5 separate regions of the Mus musculus genome follow, and regions 1, 2, 3 and 4 are each linked to region 5. The links are chromatin contacts, called in public ChIA-PET and promoter capture Hi-C maps. All regions are on one chromosome and are shown on one strand. The core of a region is the stretch at or near the end of the contact, and the rest is flanking DNA. Distances in the headings are between cores, read along the strand shown. Region 1 holds the start of 2310039H08Rik (RIKEN cDNA 2310039H08 gene). Region 2 holds the start of Pex6 (peroxisomal biogenesis factor 6). Region 3 holds the start of Cnpy3 (canopy FGF signaling regulator 3). Region 4 holds the start of Gnmt (glycine N-methyltransferase). Region 5 holds the start of Zfp318 (zinc finger protein 318).

Region 1 (2,700 bases), core at 38-2,537, 390 kb after region 5:
AGAGGCAGGTGGATTTCTGAGTTCGAGGCCAGCCTGGTCTACAGAGTGAGTTCCAGGACAGCCAGGGCTACACAGAGAAACCCTGTCTTGAAAAACAAAACAGAAAAGGAAAGGAAAGGAAAGGAAAGGAAAGGAAAGGAAAGGAAAGGAAAGGAAAGGAAAGGAAGCCCTAAGAGGTTCAGCATTACATGAGGAAAAGTGTGCCAGAGGGGCTGCAGACAGAGCTCTCAGTTAGTAGAGTGCTTGGCTAATACATATAAACTCCTGTGCTCCATTCCCGGCACCATACAATACAATTCAATTCCCAGCACATACTGGACATGGACCCCTGTAATCCCAGCACTGCGGAGGTGGAGGGCCAGGAGTTCAAAGCCGCGGTTGGGAATGGTCAGCAGTTAGTGCCTGCCGTGCAGGTGTGAGGGTCAGAATTTGAATGCCCACAAACCCAGATAAATGCCAGCTGGATGCGGCGGTCTGCCTACTTCTGCCCTTCGAAGGCAAGGATCCGAAGTCAGACGCGTGCATACGCGCGCGCACGCACACACACACAGACTATATTGTGAGTTCAAGTTCAAGGTCAGCTTTGGCTACAGGAGACCTTGAAAACATGAGAACGGGGATAAAAATTCAATAGCCCTACCTGCTGAGCCATCTTACCCACTTTTTGGGTTTCATGGGGTTGTTTCCGGTGAAGGGTAAACATGCTGTGTGCTTTTAACATTATGCAAAGTATGCTTTACTTACTGATTTCTTGATCTGTGCCAGATCAAGCTGTTTATTATATACTTACATGTTTCAGTGTGTAACTCGGCTGGCTCTATGGCCCGAGCATATGGTGTTACAAGCATGAGCCACTGCATCCTGTCAGGATAGCTTTGATACAGAAATCTGAACAGCATTGGGAGGTGTAGCGCAGCAGACATTGGGAGATGACGAATCCTTGGCTCAAACCAAAATTGACTACAAATCCCAAACAACACATAACCCAAACCCAAACAACAACAACAAAAACCAGGGATTTGATCCTTAGTACCACAATTAACAAATGTGACGAGCGCTTGCTTGCTTGCTTGGAAAAGCATACAGAATCACGCTCTGGACTGTAGCGCGAGACTCAAACTACCAAGACGACCCTCCCGGCCCTGAGCGCGCAGCCTGCGTCCGCATCTACACGTGCCAAAGGGAAGTGCTTTTGTACAGCCACGCCTCCTCACACTTGTCTCACTGGGTGCAAAAACTTCACTTTTTGGCTCGTTCCCCCACCCCACCCCGCCCGCTCCTCACCCACCGCAGCACATCTCATGTTGTGGAATGAGAGCTGGAGGTTAACCCAGGCTGCAGCTTCTGCACAAATAGCCCGGGTCTTGGAAGGTCTACCCTGGGCTAAGTTACTAAGCTCCCCTCTACTTTTCACGAAGTGGTTGCTCCCACTCCACCCGGAAGTGCTTACAGCCGGATCCGGGGGATGAGCTGGTGGCAGGACATGGACCAGCGTGGCGGTGTCTCCAGTCCGAGCGGTGCACTGGCGTCTGCCGAGCCAGCTCCTGCCTCGGTGACCCTGGCGGAGCTCCTGCACCTGGTACAGAAGGGCCAGGAGGTCCCGGGCCTGGAGAAACGCCACATCACTGCGACCCACGGTGAACCCACCGCGTCTCTGCTCCCTCGGAGGCCCAAGCCCTGGGAAGATGCGGGCTCGGCCGCCTCACCCTGCACCATCGCCCTAGACACGAGGACGCAGCCTCCGACCATCGAGGAGCGATCCCGGGGCAGTCCAGCCGCCCAACTCGACGGAGGCCCAAGGGTTTCCTGATGCTCGAGGTGTTTCCCGAGGGCATGACTGGGTCCTACACAAACTTGAGTCTGGACACTTGCCACCTGTGGGACTCAATGTTGCCTAGTAATTTTGTTTTTGGATGCCAAATTTCAACTTCATACTGTGTCCTAGTCCATTTGTGTAACGGAAATAAGTTTCCCTTGTCACTGTAGGACAGCACAACCTCCTGGACCCGCTTGTTCTGATGATACCGATAAACCGATATCCAAAAGGCATTTCTAACTTGGCAGTCGTTTGGGTTTGATGAAAAGGTTCCTTCCCAGAGTGATACATAGAAACCCTGGTTCTTGGAGTTGGGGGACTGGAGAGAGGGCTCGGTGCTCTTCCAGAGGATCAAGGTTCAATTTCCAGCAAACATGGTGACTCACATTTTAATGGGATCTGACGCCCTCTTCTGTTGTCAGTGTGCTTGGCCACATAACTAAATCTTAAAAAACCCTGACTCTTGGGAGCAACTAAGGTAGTGCGAGCAGAGGCAGTTTGGTAGTTGGTACCCCCATAGGAGTTGGCTTTCTCCTCCCACCATGCACCAGACCCCCCCCCCCCCCCCCCCCCCCCCGGTTAAGCTCTGGCTTGGCAGCAGGTGCCTTACCCAGATTCATCTCCAAGGCTGAAACTAGTAGTTGGGAATTAAGCCCTGGGTTTCTGAGGGAGCATTCTTTCCTCCCCGCAGGACTTGTGAAACGGTGCCAGATGCCCAGGGGACTGGGCGAACGGCTCTTTTTAAAGATTTATTTATTTTATGTAAGTACACTGTAGCTGTCTTCAGATACACCAGAAGAGGGCGTCAGATCTCATTACAGATGGTTGTGAGCCACCATGTGGTACCACTGAGCCAACTCTCCAGCCCCTGGGCGAACGGCTCT
Region 2 (2,700 bases), core at 90-2,589, 330 kb after region 5:
TTTCACAAAAACCTGTATCTGTTAATTACAAAGGAGACTTCTGGAGGGGGGCAGTTGGAGAGATGGCTCAGCTGTTAAGAGCACTAACTGCTCTACCAGCAGGCCCAGGTTTTATTCCCAGTACCCACCTGTCACTCACAAGTGTCTATAACTCCAGTTCCAGGGGATCTGACACCCTCACATAGACATACGTACAGACAAAACAGCAGTGCACGTACAAATTTTAAATAAATAAATCATAAAAAAGAAAGAGTAAAGACAAAGACGAAATCTAAGTAACTAAGGCTATTGGCTCAGTTCCCATCACAGAAGCCTTCAACCCTTTCCTTCTCTGTCGCCTTCTCTCCTATAGCTCTCCTAGAATTAGGTAAACTGTTCAAGCTTCAAGTTAGATCGGAGTAGGACAGAGAACGTGAAGGACCCAAGGCACTGGAACATGAGCTTTAAGGAGGGTGTGTTGGGAGAAGTGTGGCAACACCAAGCAACAGGGCTACATGAATCCCATGCATTAATTCAGCCAGCAGCCGCTGCATAAATAGATTGGCATAAGCATGGCTGGGGCAGTTTTATCCCACCATCCCCCTTACAACGTTCCCGGTAACCCTCAAGACGCTGTGCCTACAGCTGAGCAGGACAAACTAAGACATCCTCAGGAAAATGGACTTTTTCCACTTTTCTTTGTTTTTAAAGATTTATTTATTTTATGTAAGTCCGTACACTGTAGCTGTCTTCAGACACCCCAGAAGAGGGCATCAGATCTCATTACGGATGGTTGTGAGCCGCTATGTGGTTCCTAGGATTTGAACTCAGAACCTTTGGAAGAGCAGTCGGTGCTCTTAACCACTAAGCCATCTCCCCAAACCCCATCCTTCTTTTCACACCAATTATTCTTTTTTGTTTGTTTGTTTTGTTTTGTTTTTCGAGACAGGGTTTCTCTGTGTAGTACTGGCTGTCCTGGAACTCACTCTGTAGACAGGCTGGCCTTAAACTCAGAAATCCACCTGCCTCTGCCTCCCAAGTGCTGGGATTAAAGGCGTGCGCCACCACCGCCTGGCCCACACCGATTACTCTTGGTCAGTTAAATACTGAGTTCAAGTTATGGGGCATGAAGGTCGAGAGGACGCTACTTGCCCTACAGAATTGTAAAAATGCTCCTCCACTGAGTTTCAAAGGGCGCGTGCGTCGACAACAACGGAGGCGGTCGTCAAGCCAGGCTCCCCCCCACCCCTGTGCATCTTCTCAGGGGCCGACTTGGCCATCGGCACCCCGCCCACTTTCCTACCGGAAGCGGAAACGCCTCTCTTGCCCCGGACTTTTTCCGCCCCCTATTTCCGGAAGTGGAGTGGTTTCCTTCTCCTTCGCCATGGCGTTGGCTGTCCTGCGCGTCCTGGACCCCTTCCCGACGGAGACACCACCGTTGGCGGTGCTGTTGCCTCCCGGGGGCCCGTGGCCAGCGACGGGGCTGGGGCTGGTGCTGGCACTGCGGCCGGCGAGCGAGAGTCCCGCGAAGCCCGCGCTGCTCGTGGCGGCCGTGGAAGGGTCCGGCGCCCAGGGCGAGCAGCGCGGGCCGGGGCCTCCGCCGCTGCTGGTGAGCCGCGCGCTGCTGCGGGTCCTAGCGCTGGGGCCCGGGGCGCGAGTACGAGCGCGGCTTGTGCGGCGTCCCCCGGCCCTGGGCTGGGCGTTGCTTGCCACGGCTCCGGGACCCGGGCTAGGGCCTCGAGTCGGGCCGCTGTTGGTGCGCCGCGGGGAGACCCTCCCCGTGCCCGGATCGCGAGTGTTGGAGACGCGACCGGCCCTGCAGGGGTTGCTGGGCCCGGGGACACGGCTGGCCGTGACTGAGCTCCGCGGGCGGGCCAAACTGGGCCAGGAGAGTCGGGATCACAGCCATCCCCCGCCCCCGCCCGTAGTGTCGTCCTTTGCAGCTTCCCACTCGGTCCGGCGACTCCGAGGGGTTCTGGGAGGGACTGGAGATGCGCTGGGTGTGAGCCGGAGCTGTCTCCGGAGTCTCGGACTCTTCCAGGGCGAATGGGTCTGGGTGGCCCAGGTCGCAGAGTTACCCAACTCCTCGCAGCCGCGCTTGGCTCAAGTCCAGGTTCTAGAACCGCGCTGGGAGCTGTCTGAGAGACTGGGACCCAACTCCGGGCAGCAGCCGGGAGAGCCACTCGCTGACGGACTGGTGTTTCTGCCCGCCACTCTGGCTTTTAATCTCGGCTGTGACCCCCTGGAAGTGGGAGAGCTCAGAATTCAGGTCAGGAATGCTTCCTTTAACTTTTGCTCTCTTCCCTGTCTTTACTGAGTTGGAAGGCTAAATCTGTAGAATTCAGGTCCCCTGTGCCTTACAATTAGACCTTTCACTTAAGGTCTCTTAGTCTTGTATACTCATTTTCTCTTATCAAACTGTCTTTCACGTGTTCAGGTGAAACATGAGGTTCCCTGCCAAGTACCAGCTCTGCGTACCCCTAGTCTGTAACTGCGTTGCTACGTTAGAATGCTATCCTGGTACCTCTTGCTTTTTCCTTGACTGACTTCTTGTTCTAACTTTATCTGATAAAGCAACTGTCATTTCCGACCTAAACGTGACACTCGCATAAATCCTTTCATGATTTTATAACCACAACCTTAACATCATTTCTTCCTCTTGTAGCCTTTTGAGCCTTGTTAGGGTATATATCTTATTTATATGATTACACACACACTGTC
Region 3 (2,700 bases), core at 12-2,511, 370 kb after region 5:
GGGATCAGGGGTGCACAAACATTGCAGCGTCTGGCTTTTTATATCTGTCTTGGGGATCTGAACTCAGATCCTCTGGCAATCACTCTACCCACTGAGCCGAGTCCCCTGCCCCCATTCGCCACACATTTAACAGCTCAAATGGGAGGATTAATGTGTCCCAAACCACCAGCCCAGCATCCAGTGCTTAGGGAACATCTGGCCTGTGTACATCTGCTTGGTGCATAAAATGGATATCCAGAATACTCGGGGGAGGGGGGCCTTCGAGGACTTAGAAAGAAGGTCGATGGCTGCAAAGGTCTGAGAGGAAACTGAGCAATGATGAGCAGGGCAAAAGAGAGGTCTCAGTTCCTTGTCCTTCGATTTTTAAAATCTACCTCCTTCACTTCAGTCTCCTCTGCGCTCGATGCTTTCAAAAAAGTGACCTCTTGATCCTTTGAGTGTGAGTCTCTTCTCTCCACATACACTCACCGCCCCTCCATATAATCCTATGTAAAGCCCCCCCCCTTTTTTTTTTTGGTCTGCCAATAAATATTTGCAACTCAGTACCTGTTCTCAAGAAGCCAAAACCATACACAAATTAGGTTGTAGTGAAAGCACCACGGGAAAATTTTCAGGTTCCCTTTTCTACGTCATATGGACCTTTTCAGTTCCTCAAATTCGCCCTCTGGCTTCTAGGCCGGCAGGGCCTCCTCATCTGCCTCTGTTTCTGTGGTTTCTGCGGAGTGAGTTCCTCTGCACGCCATGCTTTCCCTGGCCAACTCTTCATTTCGCAGCAGGCTTCCTGTATGAAGCCTTCCCTCCACCCCCACCTCTAGTCTTGATGAGCAACTACCCCCGGATTCGCCCAAAAGCAGGGATCTCCAGGTTATCCGAGAGTCACAGCACCCAGCATTGCCGCAAAGCACACAGCAGGGCCAAGGAGACCCCAGCCCAGGTCCTGCCAGGCCCAGACCCTTCCCACAGGCCCCGCCCCCTCCCGCCCCTCGGGCTTGGCTACGCCCCGCGGCCCCGCCCCCTCACCTTCGCATTTGCTGGGCAATCGCACCCAGTCGGTCTCCTCAGCCCCGGCGGGACTCGGGCCTAGCTTCGGGGCAGGAAGGAGCAGCAGCGGAAGCAGCAGCAGCAAAGGAAATAAGAGGCAGCGGGGCGCGAGCTCAGACATGGACTCCATGGCCCAGCCGGACCCAGAGCAGAGCGGACCCGGCGGCGCTTCCTCCGGCAGCGCGCGCGGAGCAGCTTCCCCCGGCCGCTTCCGGGACTGCGCACGTGCCTCTGGGTAACCACGGCAACGGCGAGCTCCGGCCCGCCCCACGCCCGGTAGCCTCTAGCGGCTTGCGAAACCGACCAAGGCCCGCGGGCGACGCAACCAATGGGTTCGCTCGGCGTCTGCTTTATAGCCAATGAGAGGAACTATCTTTTTTTTTTCCCATCTCAGCCAATCAGAGAGCGGATGGTGGCTTTGGCGCCCTATAGCGATATCACTGCCAGCTAAAGGAGGCTCAGTAGCTGGAGCATCAGTTCCTAGCGGGTGAACCTTCATCATACCTTGGATGAACCAGCCTTGGGCATTCTAGCCCTGGATAACGGACTATCTTTCATGGTTTTGTTTCTTGTTTTCTGTCTTTTGTTCTTCGAGACAGGGTTTCTTTGTATCCTTGGCTGTCCTGGAATTTACTGCGTGGACCAGGCCGGCCTCGAATTCAGAAATCCAGCTGCCTCTAAGTGCACCTCCACACCGGGCCTCGTGGTCCTCTCCCCGCACCCCCACCCCCATTAAGGTGTTAATAAAAAAGTCTTTATATATTTATTTTGGGTTGGAAGACGACTGGAATCAGTTGCCTCCTTCCACCATGTTGGTTCTGGACCTCAAACTTGGATCCTTAAGGCTTAATGGTGGCCCTCTTTAGTCACTAACCTAACTCATCAACCCTAACCATGGCTTTCTTTATAAAGTTGCAAGCACTCACTAGACACCGGCTTTTAAGGCTTATTATTGCAGCCACTCACTCGAATAGATACTTAGGGCCTCACAACAGCCCAGATATCCAGTAATTGCGTTTCTCCTTATGAAAACTAGATTAATAAACAGATAAGAGTGATCCTCTTAGCCGGGCATGGTCACACGACTTTAATCCCAGCACTCGGGAGGCAGAGGCAGGCAGATTTCTGAGTTCGAGGCCAGCCTGGTCTACAAAGTGAGTTCCAGGACAGCCAGGGCTGCACAGAGAAACTCTGTCTCGAAAAACAAACAAAGAGTGATCCTCCTACATCTCGAGGTTTGCCTGTTGGGAAGCTCAAATCAATAATTCATGAATTAATGGAATTAAAAAAGAAATCCCTAGTTTTAGGGATGTTGCTCACTGGGAGATCTTTGCCTAGCACTTGACTACCATGTGCAAATCCCTGGTGATCCATCTCCAGGCTGGCATAAACCTGTCATTGGCTATATAGTGAGGGGGAGGGAGATATAGCCTGAGCTACTTGAGGCCATATCTACAAAACAAAACAAAACCACCTTGAAGTATGTGGGACAGATGGATAAACATCCCAGCATTTTTTGTATGGTATTCCAATCTCTTTTGTTATTTGTTTGGATTCTGAGCTCCTAAAAGGCAGGAACCTGGCATTGGACATTTACACTTCTCTCCTGCCTCTGCAGCATCAGGGGACTTGAGCTAAGAGATCCTTGCTGAGGGCTCC
Region 4 (2,700 bases), core at 80-2,579, 350 kb after region 5:
GTTCCAAGACAGCTGGGGCTACAAAGAGAGACTCTGTTTCAAAAAAATTTTTTTTCAAAATTTAATTTCATGTGTCGTGCCTGAATATGTGCATCATGTGCATACCTTGTGTCTGCAGACCCCAGAGAGGGTGCTGGGCACCAAATTTGGGTCCTCTGTAAGAACATGTGCCATCTCCCCAGCTGCCTCTTATTAGAAACAGGGTCTCCTAATGTAGCCCTGCAGGGCCTGGAACTCACAGAGAGCCACCTATTTAGGACTCCCTGAGTGCTGGGATTAAATATATGTGCCACTACTCCTGACATCAACACATTTTTTTTTATTTTTAATTATGTCTGTATGTGTAGTACATGTGAGTACAGTGCCCTCCACGGCCAGAAGGGAGCGCTAACCTCCCCCTGGAACGGAATTCCAGGCGATTATGAGCCACCTGATGCAGATGCTAGGCACTGAGAGCCTGTCTTCTGCCAGAGCCTAAGGGGCTCTTAGTAGTCGGACCATCTCACCGGCTCAATGGCTTTTTGTTGTTGTTTTTGTTTTTAAATCATAGTCAGGCATTCTACAAAAGTGCACTTGAGAACCTGGCATACTGGTGCTCCTGGAAATATCTCAGTCAGAGGTGTCCGTGAGTTCTGGGCTGAGTCGGGAGTGTGGGCCAGACACTATCCTGGTCTGTATCCTCTCCACCAAATGGGGGCCTTTTACCTCTTGGAAATGACTTTTTCTTTAGTACTACTGGTTGGAGAAAAGCGCTGCTCACCTCGTGGGGTTTTGTTACAGCTTGCAACACACGTACCCAAACTCCTGGCACAGCACTTGGCTGTGCAAACGTGCTACAAATGTTCTGTTCACACTGCCAGAGGCCAATCGCAGGAGGAACAGCGCCGGAGCCAAGGATCCACCTTGACCCAAAGCTCGGATTTTGCTCTGTCCCATGAATCCTTCTCTGCGCACACCCTGGCCCCTTCCCGCACTGTTTCGGCAGATGCTCTCCCATGCCCATACTACCCTGATGAGCAAGGGCTCTTGACCCCCTAGTACTGCCTGCCAGGCTCCAGCCCGCAGAGGCTGCCCAGACTGGCCTAAGCAGGCCGGCCCGTTTGGACTCACCCTGTGCCACAGGCTACGTCCAGCACCCTGTGGCACCCGTGCTGGCGCAACAGCCCAAGCAACCACGCCTTGTACTCTGCGGTACGGCTGCGGGTGTCCCCGATGTACAGCTGCCACACACGTGCGGCCTCCCCATCTGCATACTGGTCCGGGAGCCCTTCGGCCGCCACCCCCAGGGAGCGGGTACGGTACACGCTGTCCACCATCCTGACCGGCGCCTGGCTCTCAGGCCACGCGATCCGCACTTATAATCCTCTGGCAAGGCAGTCCCACCTGGCCAATGGCAGGTGAGAGCAGGGACACGCCCCTGCTGGGCCCTGGGCCCAGAGCCAGGCTTGCTGCCTCTGCCTTGAGGATGGCTCAGCACAGCAATCCTGGACCTGGCTTAGTAAGACAGGTCAGATAGGACTCGCCAGGGTGGCCGGGAGGAACTCACAAAGTAAAGCAATGAGAGATCACTCCACCCCTACCCAAGGAGGAAGGGGAAGAAGCCTGAAATCCACCCAAAACAGAATTATTACATGCCCAGCCCAGCACAGTGTCTACACAACACTGCTTATCATTTAGTGGAGGGAACACTCCGCTAAAGAGAGCCACTGTGTCGGGACATTATGAACAGTCTTTGAGAAAGATGCCCATCCAAGTACAAGAGTACACCTGGAGATAGGCGTGTCTCTCTTCCCCTCCCCCATACCAGCCAGGAGCCTCCTAAGGTAGCCTGGGCCTTCCAATCCATGGGCTTTATACTCTGCAATCTCTTAAAGGCTGGGTGTAGTAAGGTGAGACAGGAGGATTATTAGTGCTCAATGAATTAGTGAACAATGTGGGAGACATAGCAAGCCTTCCATCTGCTTTCCATGGGAGCACCTTCAGAGAGGAAAGTTGGGGGTCGGCAGGGAAGGTGCTCATGGCGCCCGCTCGGGCTAGCGTCACTGTATAACCTGAGGGTCCGTTTCGTGTTACCCGCTCACCCTTTTTACCCCACCAAGGACAAGATCCCAGCCGGGCTAAAGTCGGCTCTGGAAGATGCGTGTGAGCGACGAGAAGCCTGCCCCGCCTGCCCTGCCTGCCCACACACTTCCAACTCTGTGAACACTCGTTACGTGGAAAGAAGAGAGAAGACAGGGAGCATCCCGCCCGCCCGCCCGCCCGCCCTCCCTTCGCCTTCCCAATGCAGGGTGAACCCTGGAGATGGAAGGAGGCCCACAGTTGTGTGACTTAACCTTCTTATAGTAGGTATGGCTGTTTTGACTTCATAGATGTCAGTATGTGTCTGACGCCCGTGGAGCCCAGAATCGAGAGCTTCAGATACCCTGAACCTGCAGTTGTAGACAGTGGGGAGCCACTCGGTGGTGCTGAGGACACTGAACCCCACAGAGGACCAAGTGGTTTGTTTGGTTTGGTTTGGTTTTTGTGAGAAAGGGTTTCTCTGGCTGTCCTAGAATTCACTCTGTAAACCAGGCTGGCCTCGAACTCAGAGATCCGACTGCCTCTGCCTCCCAAGGGCTAGGGCTAAAAGCGTGCGCTACGACCCTAGCTGCAGATAGGGCTTTTAATGGCTGACCTATCTCTCCAGCCCATATTTTTTAA
Region 5 (2,700 bases), core at 155-2,654:
CTCTCAAAAAAAAAGGGACAGAAGCAAGATTTTTATTCTGAAATAGGAAGCTTATGACATTTATAAATAAGCAAATCGGCTTATATTTTAAACATAATTTAAAAACAAATTAACAAAGTCATATTTTTTTCTTTTCAGAAATCTGATTCTTGTTTTTTGGTGTTTTTTGTTTGTTTGTTTGTTTTTGTTTTTTGTTTTTCGAGACAGGGTTTCTCAGTATAGCCCTGGCTGCCCTGGAATTCTCTCTGTAGACCAGGTTGACCTTGAACTCTGAGATTTGCCTGATTCTGCCTCTGAGTACTAGGATTAAAAAGTTTGTGCCACCAATGCCTGGCTCAGAAATGTGATTTTTACACAAATTCAAGATTTATGTTTAGCTGGTGAAAAATATGAAGCTATTGTCTAGGTTCAACATATTTCCTCACTTTTGGTTTTTTCATGGTGTGAGATCCTCTGAAACTGGAGCCCCAAATGGTTGTGAACTACCACGAAGGTGCTAGAAAAAAGACCTCCGGAGCCATCTCTACCCAGGCCCTATTTTCCTATGTTTTGACTGACCCTTAGGGTCTTGTCTTTTTCTTTTTAAACATTTATTTCTATTTTCTGTGTATGAGTTTTTGCCTCCATGTGTTTCTGCACCACTGATATCTCAAAACACTTGCCAGGCCTGTCACGGTATGGGTTGCTCCGACAGTGGCCTTCACCACCATTTTACTGTAATGCTTGGCTAGAACATCTGGAAATTTTACTGATGTCTGTTGTGTTTGACTTTCACTTTTCTGTACTTTCTCATTTCTCGATTTAAACCTCTATAAGTTATTGGACTGGAAAGTTACCCGACTACGTCAAGCTTCCTCTGGGGGAAAAGGGATGGACACTCGTTGAGGTTCGTAGCTTCTGACAGGGTTTAGGTGTGAGTGTAGGGGGTCGTTTGCTTTCTCACTATATATAATCATTTCTGTAAAGCAGGTGGATTGCTATGGGCACGCACGCTCCAGGAGCCTGGGAACCAAGCTACTGAGGCCTCCGCTACAACCTGGCCCCGCCCACTCACCGGGCTCTCCGGCCCCGCCCACCGCGCCGGGAGGAGGAGAGGGGTGGTCTCTCTGCATCACGTGGTCTCCGGGGGAGTAGGGGGTGGGCGGCTCGCCGGTCGCCATTTTGCGCGGGGCCGAAAGGCGGGGCCTGCGCACTTCAGGGCGCGCGCCCCTGGTGCTCGCGCAGGCTCAGCGCTCCGCCCCACGGCTCCCGGCTCCTGAGGCCGCTCTCCGCGTCCAGCCGCGGGAGAGCCTGGGAGGACGAGGGGGTGTGGCGTGTCGGCGCGTACCCGCGCCCTCCAACCGCTGGCCGGTGGGGCGGGGCCGCGGGGAGGGGGCCGCTCCGTCCGCGAGGGCGGCGCGCTGCGGTGTCCGCGGCGGCGGTGCCTGCGGCTGTGGCGGCACGCTCCCGAGCGGCGTCCGCGGCGCTCCCGGTAGCCATGTACCGCAGTGGCTCCCGCTCCTCCGTCTCTTCGCACCGGTCGAAAGACGGCAGCGCGAGCGGCCCTCCGCCGGGCCGTCCCGTGGGCGCCTCCTCAGGCCCCACACGCCGCCCCTCGTCGCCGCCGCCGCCCTCTTGCTCCTCGCTGCGGCTCCCCGCCCGCCGCCACCGCTCGCCCTCAGGCCACCGCGGCCGCTGGGCCTCGCCGTCCCCGCCTCGGGGTCGTCGCGGCTCCCCGTCCCCGCCCCGCGGCCGCCGGGCCTCACCGTCTCCGACCCGCGGCCGCCGGGCCTCGCCATCCCCTCCGCGGGGTCGTCGTGGCTCCCCGTCCCCGCCGCGCGCCCGTCGCGGCTCCCCGTCGCCACCGCGGAGCCGGCGACACTACCCACCTGGCCTGGGTGGCTTCCGAGGCAGCATTCGAGGCGAGTCCCGCGCCGACTTCGCCCGGGACGGCCGCGGAGACCATCCAGGCGGCGGCGGCGGCAGTCGGGTAATCCCACCCTTCGCCCATGTTGCCCCCATGTCCCCAGCCCCCGGGCCCTCAGGCCAGAGTCCGAATGTCCGAGTCTTCCCCGCTCCCTGACAGTCCTGGGTGCCTCCTTTACACAATAACGGACCCGGGACCCGTTCGGTCACCCGTGTTGGAACAGAACAGGACGCCCGGTTTCTAGGGGGAAGAGGCTTTCGCTCTTGCTATGTGGAAAAGTTCTCCAAGGCGAGGGGCATTTCATCCATACTGACTGGCGCTTTGGCGTTTCCCTTTGGGTTTGATCAAATTCGTTGCTTTAAGGCCCGAGTTTAGCAGAACATCTGAAATGCCTGGTGGCCAGTGAGGAAAGCTTGAACCAAAGCAGACTGGATGCTTTAGCTGTCATGGAGTCTCAGTTATAGCTGTTATTCCGACGAGAGGTGTGCATAATCAATCATTGTGATTGCTGCCATCAGCTAGAGACACAAGAGCAGCTACCAGCAATCTTTTAGGGCTCACGGTCCCTTGAGGTAAAGCAATAGCAATAGGTGTTATCACAGCCAAGGAACCAGCTCAGAGAGGTTTAAGTAGCTTGATCAAGGTGACACACAAGTGATGGAGCTGTGGTTCAGCTCACATGTTGGATTCTCACAGCCTGCGATTTTACATGTTAAAATGTGCTGCTGCTGGAGGGACAAAATGTGGGATTAATTTATGGTTGTGGTGGGTGTAGCTGAGTAGTACTCAGTAGG

The links. Promoter capture Hi-C pulls out the DNA fragments that hold promoters and counts their contacts. ChIA-PET counts read pairs in DNA pulled down with a chosen protein or histone mark. Capture Hi-C pulls out chosen DNA fragments and counts their contacts.
Region 1: an RNA polymerase II ChIA-PET map of memory CD8 T cells shows a contact between it and region 5, with 11 read pairs. The contact joins the promoter of 2310039H08Rik here to the promoter of Zfp318 in region 5. A contact is called at or near these places in 1 of 39 promoter capture datasets (the HPC-7 cell line), 1 of 484 Hi-C or Micro-C datasets (CD4 T cells), 2 of 115 datasets of contacts at active chromatin or transcription factors (effector CD8 T cells and memory CD8 T cells) and 2 of 9 other capture datasets (adipose tissue and liver).
Region 2: a promoter capture Hi-C map of the HPC-7 cell line shows a contact between it and region 5. The contact joins the promoter of Pex6 here to the promoter of Zfp318 in region 5. A contact is called at or near these places in 4 of 39 promoter capture datasets (the HPC-7 cell line, cranial neural crest and liver), 3 of 115 datasets of contacts at active chromatin or transcription factors (astrocytes, bone marrow-derived macrophages and pancreatic cancer cells) and 1 of 9 other capture datasets (pancreatic islet).
Region 3: a contact with region 5 is called in a promoter capture Hi-C map of liver, with 2.1 times the contacts expected there. The contact joins the promoter of Cnpy3 here to the promoter of Zfp318 in region 5. A contact is called at or near these places in 1 of 39 promoter capture datasets (the HPC-7 cell line), 2 of 484 Hi-C or Micro-C datasets (B cells and embryonic stem cells), 1 of 115 datasets of contacts at active chromatin or transcription factors (astrocytes) and 2 of 9 other capture datasets (adipose tissue and liver).
Region 4: a promoter capture Hi-C map of adipose tissue shows a contact between it and region 5. The contact joins the promoter of Gnmt here to the promoter of Zfp318 in region 5. A contact is called at or near these places in 2 of 39 promoter capture datasets (the HPC-7 cell line and cranial neural crest), 2 of 115 datasets of contacts at active chromatin or transcription factors (astrocytes and pancreatic cancer cells) and 2 of 9 other capture datasets (adipose tissue and liver).

Annotation. Positions count from the first base shown.
Region 1 is chr17:46,771,348-46,774,047 of GRCm38.p6, forward strand. It overlaps 2310039H08Rik (RIKEN cDNA 2310039H08 gene), which reads left to right and starts at 1,288. Exons shown (of 1, transcript NM_025966.3): 1 at 1,288-2,060. The coding sequence starts at 1,466. The coding sequence ends at 1,810. It overlaps Rpl7l1 (ribosomal protein L7-like 1), which reads right to left. Exons shown (of 7, transcript NM_025433.3): 7 at 2,560-2,700.
Region 2 is chr17:46,710,137-46,712,836 of GRCm38.p6, forward strand. It overlaps Pex6 (peroxisomal biogenesis factor 6), which reads left to right and starts at 1,340. Exons shown (of 17, transcript NM_145488.2): 1 at 1,340-2,248. The coding sequence starts at 1,364.
Region 3 is chr17:46,750,953-46,753,652 of GRCm38.p6, forward strand. It overlaps Cnpy3 (canopy FGF signaling regulator 3), which reads right to left and starts at 1,262. Exons shown (of 6, transcript NM_028065.4): 1 at 1,021-1,262. The coding sequence starts at 1,171.
Region 4 is chr17:46,727,836-46,730,535 of GRCm38.p6, forward strand. It overlaps Gnmt (glycine N-methyltransferase), which reads right to left and starts at 1,330. Exons shown (of 6, transcript NM_010321.1): 1 at 1,111-1,330. The coding sequence starts at 1,316.
Region 5 is chr17:46,382,362-46,385,061 of GRCm38.p6, forward strand. It overlaps Zfp318 (zinc finger protein 318), which reads left to right and starts at 1,405. Exons shown (of 10, transcript NM_207671.4): 1 at 1,405-1,969. The coding sequence starts at 1,478.